3 separate regions of the Sus scrofa genome follow, and all the other regions are linked to region 3. Evidence: chromatin contacts called from public HiChIP or PLAC-seq data. All regions are on one chromosome and are shown on one strand. Each heading gives the region's core, a stretch centred on a gene start, on an enhancer-like site or on the middle of the called end of the contact. The rest is flanking DNA. Distances are from core to core; before and after follow the strand shown.

Region 1 (2,700 bases), core at 121-2,620, 390 kb before region 3:
ACTAGCCTATGCCAGACCACTAGCCTATGCCAGAGCCACAGCAAGGGGGATCCAAGCAGTGTCTGTGACCAACACCACAGCTCACAGCCACGGCGGATCCTAACCCACTTAGCGAGGCCGGGGATCGAACCAGGAACCTCATGGTTCCTAGTCGGATTCATTAACCACTGCACCACGACAGGAACTCCTTTAATACACTGTTTAAAAAAATCTTATCCTATGCATGATTTCACTTAACAATAACATCAAGAGGAAGGTAGTAGTGTTATCCTTAGATTTAGACACAAAAACTGAAAACAAAAGATAAAACGACTTCCAAATCATTTGTATACAAAGGAGAACCAGAATCTAAAATGCAAGTTTTCTTTCCTGCTTCATTCTCTGTGCCAGGCTCTGCCTAAGTGCCTAAGTGCTGTTTGATATAGAATGTGTGTGCTGGAGCTGAAGGAGTAAGGACAATGCCTTTTCCTTTTTGCGTCTGTAACATGTAGCCTGGTAGGCACTGAAGTAATTGCTCACATAGGCAATAAATATTTATTGAGCATTTAGTATGTGCCAGGCGTTGAGTAAGAAACAAAGGCAGTTCCTGCTCCTGAATTCACGAGGTTTACATTCCGGTGGAGGAGACAAAAAGATAAATTTCAGACAATGATAAGTGTTAAAAGACAATGTGGTAGGAAATAAAGGGGAGGTAAATTTATTATTATTATTATTTTTTTTTTGTCTTTTTTTGCGCCGCTCCCGCAGCCTATGGAGGTTCCCAGGCTAGGGAGCTGTAGCCACCAGCCTACGCCAGAGCCACAGCAACGCAGAATCCAAGCCACGTCTGCAACCTACACCACAGCTCACGGCAAGGGCAACGCCGGATCGTTAACCCACCGAGCAAGGGCAGGGACCGAACCCGTAACCTCATAGTTCCTAGTCGGATTCGTTAACCACTGCGCCACTACGGGAACTCCCAAAGGGGAGGGGAATTTAAATATAGGTCAGAAAATGTGTTTCCGAGAAGTTTTAACATTAACTGAATGAATGAATGAATGAATGCACCAATAGCAACCCCCTGATGGAGTCATTATTCTATCTAGTTTTTCTTGGCCACTAGATTATGATTCTGATGCTGAGTAGTCCTTAGAGTTTACTTTGCTGATGCCAAAAAAGCAAGTGCAGAGGCGAAGAATATCGAAGATCCCTTTTCAATTATTTTTATTACTCTGACCTTGCCCATGCGGCCAGGGTCACTCCCCATTGCCACGCCCATTCTTCTTCGCCTGGGCCCTTCCAGCCCGCGCAAGCGCAAGAGAAACTGCCATTCCTAGTGGAGGGCATAAGCCCCGCCCCGACCCCTGCTCCCGCTCGCGAGCGCCTGCCGTTTCTTGGGGCGTGGCGGTGGGCGGGGACTGGGCGGAGAGGCGCGCGCCGCTGCGTGCGTGCGCGCGCGCGCCGCGGGCAGGCCAGTGAAGCCGGCGGCCCTGGCACGTGATCTGGGACCGGCTCGGTCGCTTGGTGGCTGCGTCTGTCTGTCCGTCCGCGGGTGCCATCATGGCGGACGCGGCCAGTCAGGTGCTCCTGGGCTCCGGTCTCACCATCCTGTCCCAGCCGCTCATGTACGTGAAGGTGCTCATCCAGGTATGAGTCCTCGCCATTCCCTTCCCCGATAGGCGCCTTATTCAGGCGCCGCTGCCCACGGTGCCTGAGGACCGGCTTCAACCATCCCAGGCCTTCAATCTCCCGAGATGCTGCTCCTTTGCTGCCCGCCTCTTCCTTCCCCGCAGGGACAACTTCCACCGCGCGCGGAGCTTCCACTGGCCCTGGGCCTTCCCGAGATCTCGCCTCGCGGTCAAGTGGGGAGGCCCTCTCCGTTCCCGGTAGCCAACTGCCGCCTTGCCCTGTCCTTCCCTGCCCTGCCCAGTGGCTTCTCTGAACTTTGTTTTTTCTAACCTGAGGTTGATCCAGGCCGGGCATCGCCAAGGACTTCCCAACCCTCCCCTCTCCGCATCTCTGAAATTAGAATTCATCTCTCCTCCTGGGCCCCAAATGCAAGACTTAAAATCTCTTGAAGACAAATCTGAAATTAGAGGGGAGCCAACGTTTTGTTAGCTTTTCTTTTCTTTTTTTTGCTGCTGTAGCTGCTGCTATTCTCTTCTGAGATTTTAGCACCAGATACCTAGAGAAACAAGGAGCTCATTCAGAAGTGATAATGAAGTGGTTGCTGAGTCAAATTTCTGAAGGATCCAACAGCAGCCCATATGGCTCATGACAGTGAAATTCACATCTGTCAGAGCTGGAAATCAGTTCAGCTAAAAGAGTTTTAGCAAGTTTAAGTATGTATGTTAGTTTCTAATCTACTGTGCAATAGTTCTTAAATGGTATTTTATATTCTCAGTCAAGTATGCCAGGTTTCAGCAGATATCAACTGTTAGATAGTATTTTCAATTGCCTTTCAAAGTTTCCCTGTGATAGGCAGGTCATTCATTTTTTTCACTTTTTGTAGAGAGTTGATGGAATTACATCATGCATAGTACCAAGGATGGGAGCAGTTTTTAGAACCCCTGTCCTCTACTTTTCTGTTAAAAAGAAGCAACACACTAGGGAGGACTCCATTTATTAAATATTGATGATTTGATTTGTGTAGATTCAGAATCTATGTGTAAAAGTCTATTCTTAAGTTATTTAAATTAACAACAAAATCTTTGAAATGTA
Region 2 (2,700 bases), core at 83-2,582, 330 kb before region 3:
CACTTTATTACTGCAGCTGAGGTGTCTGCCTTTCATAGCAGATTCTCAAGCCAAGAACCTTAGGGCTGAAGGGCCCTCATAGATTATCTAGCTGAAATCCATTTTTTTTTTTTTTTTTTTTTTTTGCTTTTTTAGGGCCACACCCTTGACATGTTGAAGTTCCCAAGCTAAGGGTTGAATCAGAGCTGCAGCTGCCAGCCTACGCCACAGCCACAGCCAAGCCAGATCCTTAACCCACTGAGGGAGGCCACGCATCAAACCCGCATTCTCATGGATACTAGTCAGGTTCGTTAGCAATGAGCCACTGAAACTTTATTTTTTTATATTTTTGCACAAATGAGGAAACTGAGACCCAGAATGGGTCTTTTTACTCCCAGGGCTTATGTTGACCGTAACTAATTCCCATATATTCATTCGCACAACACTACCTCACTGAGCAACCACACATCCTAGGCTGCAGAGTATTAATACCAGTTCTCTGCCTTAGGCAGCGAGCAGGCCTGCTGTCTCTCACTAGTGCTGTGACCCTGGGCAACTTACTTCTCTGGACTGTTTCCTGCTCTACAGTAGAAAAGCATAATACTATCCACCCGGTAAGATTGTGGGGAGAAATGAATAAGATCATTCATTAATCGCTTAGCGAGGTGCCCGGCACAACAAGCATTCAACTAACGCCAACTATTATTATAATAAGAAGGCTCTGAAGCCCAAAGTTTGTTTCCTGCTCTCAAAGAGCTGACAGTTTAATCGGAGAAAAAGAAAATCACTAAAGTGGACAAAAGGCAACAGGGCACAACAGAAAAGGCTCTAGGGCACTAGGTGCCCGATTCTGCCTGCAGAGTGAAGACCGTTGCAGTCAGCTCTCCAAGGACAAGAAGAGACTTGCCAGGAGGACGCAGAGAAGGGCAGCCCAGGACAAGGGCAAACATCTGACAAAGGGAATGAACGGGGCCCCGCCTGTAGTCCCCATAAGGGCCGGACTCGCACATACTCACGGCGCGTGTCGGCCGCAGCGCTTTCCTTCCTCACAGGCAGCAAAAGCACCGAGGGTCGCCCGGACACTGCACGGGAATATAGAGGCACTGAAGCGCAGGGTGAGGCTTGAGGGGGCTCCCTGCGCTGGACGCGCCGCCGCTCCCCCCCTGGCCCTCAGCCTGCTGCCCTTGCTCACCCCTAGCCACCGCCGCGGGCCCCACGAGCCCCCGCCAACAGCCCCTTGCAGCCGCCGCCGCCGCCATGTTTCCCGGCTGCAAACCAGGTAGCAGAAGCCAGATCCGCAGGACACGGAGCCCCAAGGGCACGGACCGGAAGCGGAAGTGTGCATCGGATCTTCTTCCGGGCGGACGCGGGGCCGGAAGCAGAGGTTCCGGGTTCCGGGCTTCGGAATGAAAGGAGGGAAGGCAGGTGAGAAAGCGAAGCCCGCGGGTGGGGAAACCGTGAGGTGAATGTGACCCTAGCTTGTTGTGACAGAGGCTGGAGAGAAGGAGAGGATCCTAAAGAACCGGACCGGTGAGAGGAGAAGGGGCGGGAGATCTGGGTTCCACATTCCATACCCCTCCTCCGCTCCCCCAGCTAAGCTTTTGATTAGGGCCAGCAGGCAAGCTAGGGGGAGGGGGAGAGAAGAACGGTTTCCCTGGCGACCGTTTCCCAGGCGACTCCAGGTGGAGCGGGGACACTGCACGTGGCAATGGGCCTCCTTGGGCCCCTTGCTGGGGATGGTTGGGTTCCGTGTCGAGTTCTGAGACGAAGCCTTGGGGAGTCATTAGGGCGAGCGGGGAAGTGCCAGGGAGAGGCTCAGAAAAGAGCAAATGTAGGATTAACATGTCCCAAGCCAAGCCTTGTATTAAAAGGTATGGATCACAAGCAAGGGGAAAGAGGGGGTCTTTTTTGTCGGATTCTGCTGCTCCGAGCCTCATTAGTTTTATATTCGATAGTTATTTGGTTAGTAAGCCTTTTTGCCAGGTTTTTTAAATCATAGGCTTCCTCCAATCACTTGCGTTCATGTGTTGACCTAAATACCACGCCTTTTGTTGCATCATGAAAAGGAGTATTCTGTGTTTTCTCAGAGAAACACCCAGAGTAGGAAATTTTTATCTCATTGGGGATGGAATGTTATTTCAGGAGAATGAACCCAGCTTTGGTTGAAGGAGAATGTTAGAGATATCATTAGCAAGGCTAGAACTAAGGCTAATCTGGCCCACTGTGCCCTCATTTCCCCCTTCTCCCCCCGTGAATTGGACAGTTGGATTCGTAGACTGTAGTTGTGACTTCCTTAAGTTATTCAGGGTGGTGGTATTTTGCAGACAGCTGGCAGAGAGAGAAGTTGGCTACTACCATGGAATCACCGGAGGAGCCTGGAGCATCCATGGATGAGAACTACTTTGTGAACTACACTTTCAAAGATAGGTCACACTCAGGCCGTGTGGCTCAGGGCATCATGAAACTGTGTCTGGAGGAAGAGCTCTTTGCTGATGTCACTATTTCAGTGGAAGGCCGAGAGTTTCAGCTCCACCGATTGGTCCTCTCAGCTCAGAGCTGTTTCTTCCGGTCCATGTTCACTTCCAACCTGAAGGAGGCCCACAACCGGGTAATTGTGCTGCAGGATGTCAGCGAGTCTGTTTTCCAGCTCCTGGTTGATTATATCTACCATGGGACTGTGAAACTTCGAGCTGAGGAGCTGCAGGAAATTTATGAGGTGTC
Region 3 (2,700 bases), core at 42-2,541:
AACCTGTTGAGTGTCTGCCCAAAGAGCAGCGTGGGACAGCGACGATGGGCCTATACAGCGTGCAGCTAACTGGGCTGAGGCCTTGTGCACACGATTTCAGCCAAAGGCCAAGGCAGGGAGTCTCATAGGTGTCCCGCCCGGCCCGACAGGGAGATAGTTTGGATGCACCCCACTTTCCGCGACGAGCCAGGCAGAAGCTGGGGTTAGTCGGACTGCTGGTCCTTTCCTTCCACCCGCCAAGTCTGGTGCCAGATGCTTTGGGAGGGTGAGAGGAGGCAAACATGCATTAGTGGTAGATCCTACACTCCAGGAGCTTTCAGACAGGTAGGGACAGAATAGAGTTGCAAAAATATCTCTTGAAAGGAATGAATACTCCAAAAGAAAAGCTGGAAAAAGCTTTCTTCCAATCAGCACAAGGTGTTAGAAATGGCAACCACCAGGGGAAAGGGCACGCTGGTGGCTTCTCCTCTGCAGACCTGTAGCTCCGTTACAGAAGCAAGTTGTCCCCAGCCCACTTACTAAGACCAGCCATTAGTTTCACCTCTGCAGGGTGCTCATTTCTGGGGGATCCTTAATGACCCTTCCGCTAAAACGTTTACAATCTACTAAGAGGAAAAATACATGTGAAACAAGTCAAACAATTCAAGATAGAACACAACTGAGTACTATATTGTAAGCCAACAAACACTTTTAGATGCATTCAGAAAATATAATCTAATGGAGAAAGAATATTTAGGAAAAGCTCATAAGGAAAATGGGATTTTGTGGAGTTTGGGGATGGGAGGGGGGCAGAGAAGAGCATCCTAGGAGAAGAAACAGACTGGTAAAAGTTAGGAATGAGTGTGAGAACCATGAGAAAAAGAAAAATCAGCTCCTGGCATCTGGGAGCTGGCCTGGTACTATTAGCTAAGCCTTAACGTTCTGTCCAAATAAACAATTTCACAAAACATCAGCACAGACAAGGCCATTCTGTGACCATGATAGATCAACACAAAAACAAGATCACTGCACACAGAAAAAAGTATGAACATTGTCCAAACCACAAAAAAAATGACCAAACAGACCCTTATTATTTAGCTAAAATGAGTGACTGCAGGTTCTTTGCTAATCACAGCTTTGGCTTTGCTTCATTCCCCCCACCTTATAGATAAGGTTTATTGATGCCCAATCATAGGATCACCCCTGTTTCCTTTCGGCCTCCAATCCAGAGCAAAACTTCACTTCTTTGAACTATTATCCAAGCCATCCAACACAAACCAATCCTGTAAGTTCTTTCTAATACCTTCACTCTTTTTTTTTTTTTTTTTTGTCTTTTAAAGGCTGCACCCACAGCATATGGAAGTTCCCAGGCTAGAGGTCTGATCGGAGCTGTAGCTGCTGGCCTACACCACAGCCACAGCAACACCAGAACTGAGCCGTGTCTGAGCACTACACAACAGCTCATGGCAATGCTGGATCCCCAACCCACTGAGCGAGGCCAGGGATCGAATCTGCTTCCTTGTGGGTACTAGTCAGATTTGTTACCACTGAGCCATGACTGGAACTCCCTCTAATACCTTCTTACAGAGATGTCCCACCATTCCCCGTGGTATGCATGTTCTGTTGCAATGAGCAGTAGACCTAGAGTTCAACCACAGGAGTGTCCCTGGTGGAATTTGGCTTGGGGCATTAAAATTTATAAATAGGATAGGAGGAGAAAATTGATCACATTAAGGATTTGTGCAAAGTAAGAGAGGCCAGATCAAGGGGGTGGTTGAATAGTGGCAAGCAGGAGAATTCATTCTACTGACATCTGTCAAAAACATACTCTGACATTATTCCAGTCAAAGAGAAAGCTGAAATTAAACATGCTCTTGTTTCCTAGAGTTTCCTGGTGGCCCAGTGGGTTAAGGTTCTGGCATGGTCATTGCTGTGGCTCTGGTTACTGCTGTGGCAAGGGTTCAATCTTTGGCCTGGGAACTTCGGTATGTTGTGGGTGTGGCCAAAAAAATACTCTTTTTTTTCCCCATGGAGTGTGCCTTTTATTTTATTTATTTATTTATTTTTTTTGTCTTTTTGCTATTTCTTGGGCCGCTCCCGCGGCATATGGAGGTTCCCAGGCTAGGGGTCCAATCGGAGCTGTAGCCACCAGCCTACGCCAGAGCCACAGCAACGCAGGATCCGAGCCGCATCTGCAACCTACACCACAGCTCACGGCAACGCCGGATCGTTAACCCACTGAGCAAGGGCAGGGACCGAACCCGCAACCTCATGGTTCCTAGTCGGATTCGTTAACCACTGCGCCACGACGGGAACTCCAAGTGTGCCTTTTAATAGATAAACATACAGCTACTGTAGAGTGTTATAAGCTTGGTGAGAGAGGAACCATTGGATTCTGGAGGGGCAGGGGGCACAGAAAAAGGACACTTGAACTCAGCTTGGAGTGGGGTAAAGAAGGGACAGTGTCAAGGAAGACTTCTCAGAAAAGGTGATACTTAAGCTTAATCTGGAGGGGAAATCGAGGGAGAGGAGAGTGGGAGAGCATTCCAGGCAGAAGGAGCAGAAAGGCAAGGAGGTAATAGTTGGCCATGTTGGATTCATGAACAAAGGAAATGTCAGGTTTTCCCAGAATCCCTTTTAGTATTGAAGACTCTTCCATGGTAGACTAAAAAACAAACAAACAAAAAAACCCATGTGTGAGCAGTGGAAACCTCCCTTGCA

The links. HiChIP or PLAC-seq counts read pairs in DNA pulled down with a chosen protein or histone mark.
Region 1: an H3K27ac HiChIP or PLAC-seq map of alveolar macrophages shows a contact between it and region 3. The contact joins the promoter of MTCH2 here to the promoter of DDB2 in region 3. A contact is called at or near these places in 2 of 47 Hi-C or Micro-C datasets (embryonic fibroblasts and liver) and 1 of 2 datasets of contacts at active chromatin or transcription factors (alveolar macrophages).
Region 2: an H3K27ac HiChIP or PLAC-seq map of alveolar macrophages shows a contact between it and region 3. The contact joins the promoter of NDUFS3 here to the promoter of DDB2 in region 3. A contact is called at or near these places in 1 of 47 Hi-C or Micro-C datasets (heart right ventricle) and 1 of 2 datasets of contacts at active chromatin or transcription factors (alveolar macrophages).

What each region holds. Positions count from the first base shown.
Region 1 is chr2:14,981,621-14,984,320 of Sscrofa11.1, forward strand. It overlaps MTCH2 (mitochondrial carrier homolog 2), which reads left to right and starts at 1,371. Exons shown (of 13, transcript XM_003353877.5): 1 at 1,371-1,626. The coding sequence starts at 1,540.
Region 2 is chr2:15,035,548-15,038,247 of Sscrofa11.1, forward strand. It overlaps NDUFS3 (NADH:ubiquinone oxidoreductase core subunit S3), which reads right to left and starts at 1,333. Exons shown (of 7, transcript NM_001243796.1): 1 at 1,172-1,333; 2 at 996-1,061. The coding sequence starts at 1,238. It overlaps KBTBD4 (kelch repeat and BTB domain-containing protein 4), which reads left to right and starts at 1,172. Exons shown (of 4, transcript XM_003122803.6): 1 at 1,172-1,404; 2 at 2,304-2,700. The coding sequence starts at 1,386.
Region 3 is chr2:15,369,332-15,372,031 of Sscrofa11.1, forward strand. DDB2 (DNA damage-binding protein 2) reads right to left here and starts at 1,292. Exons shown (of 8, transcript XM_013994357.2): 1 at 1-1,292.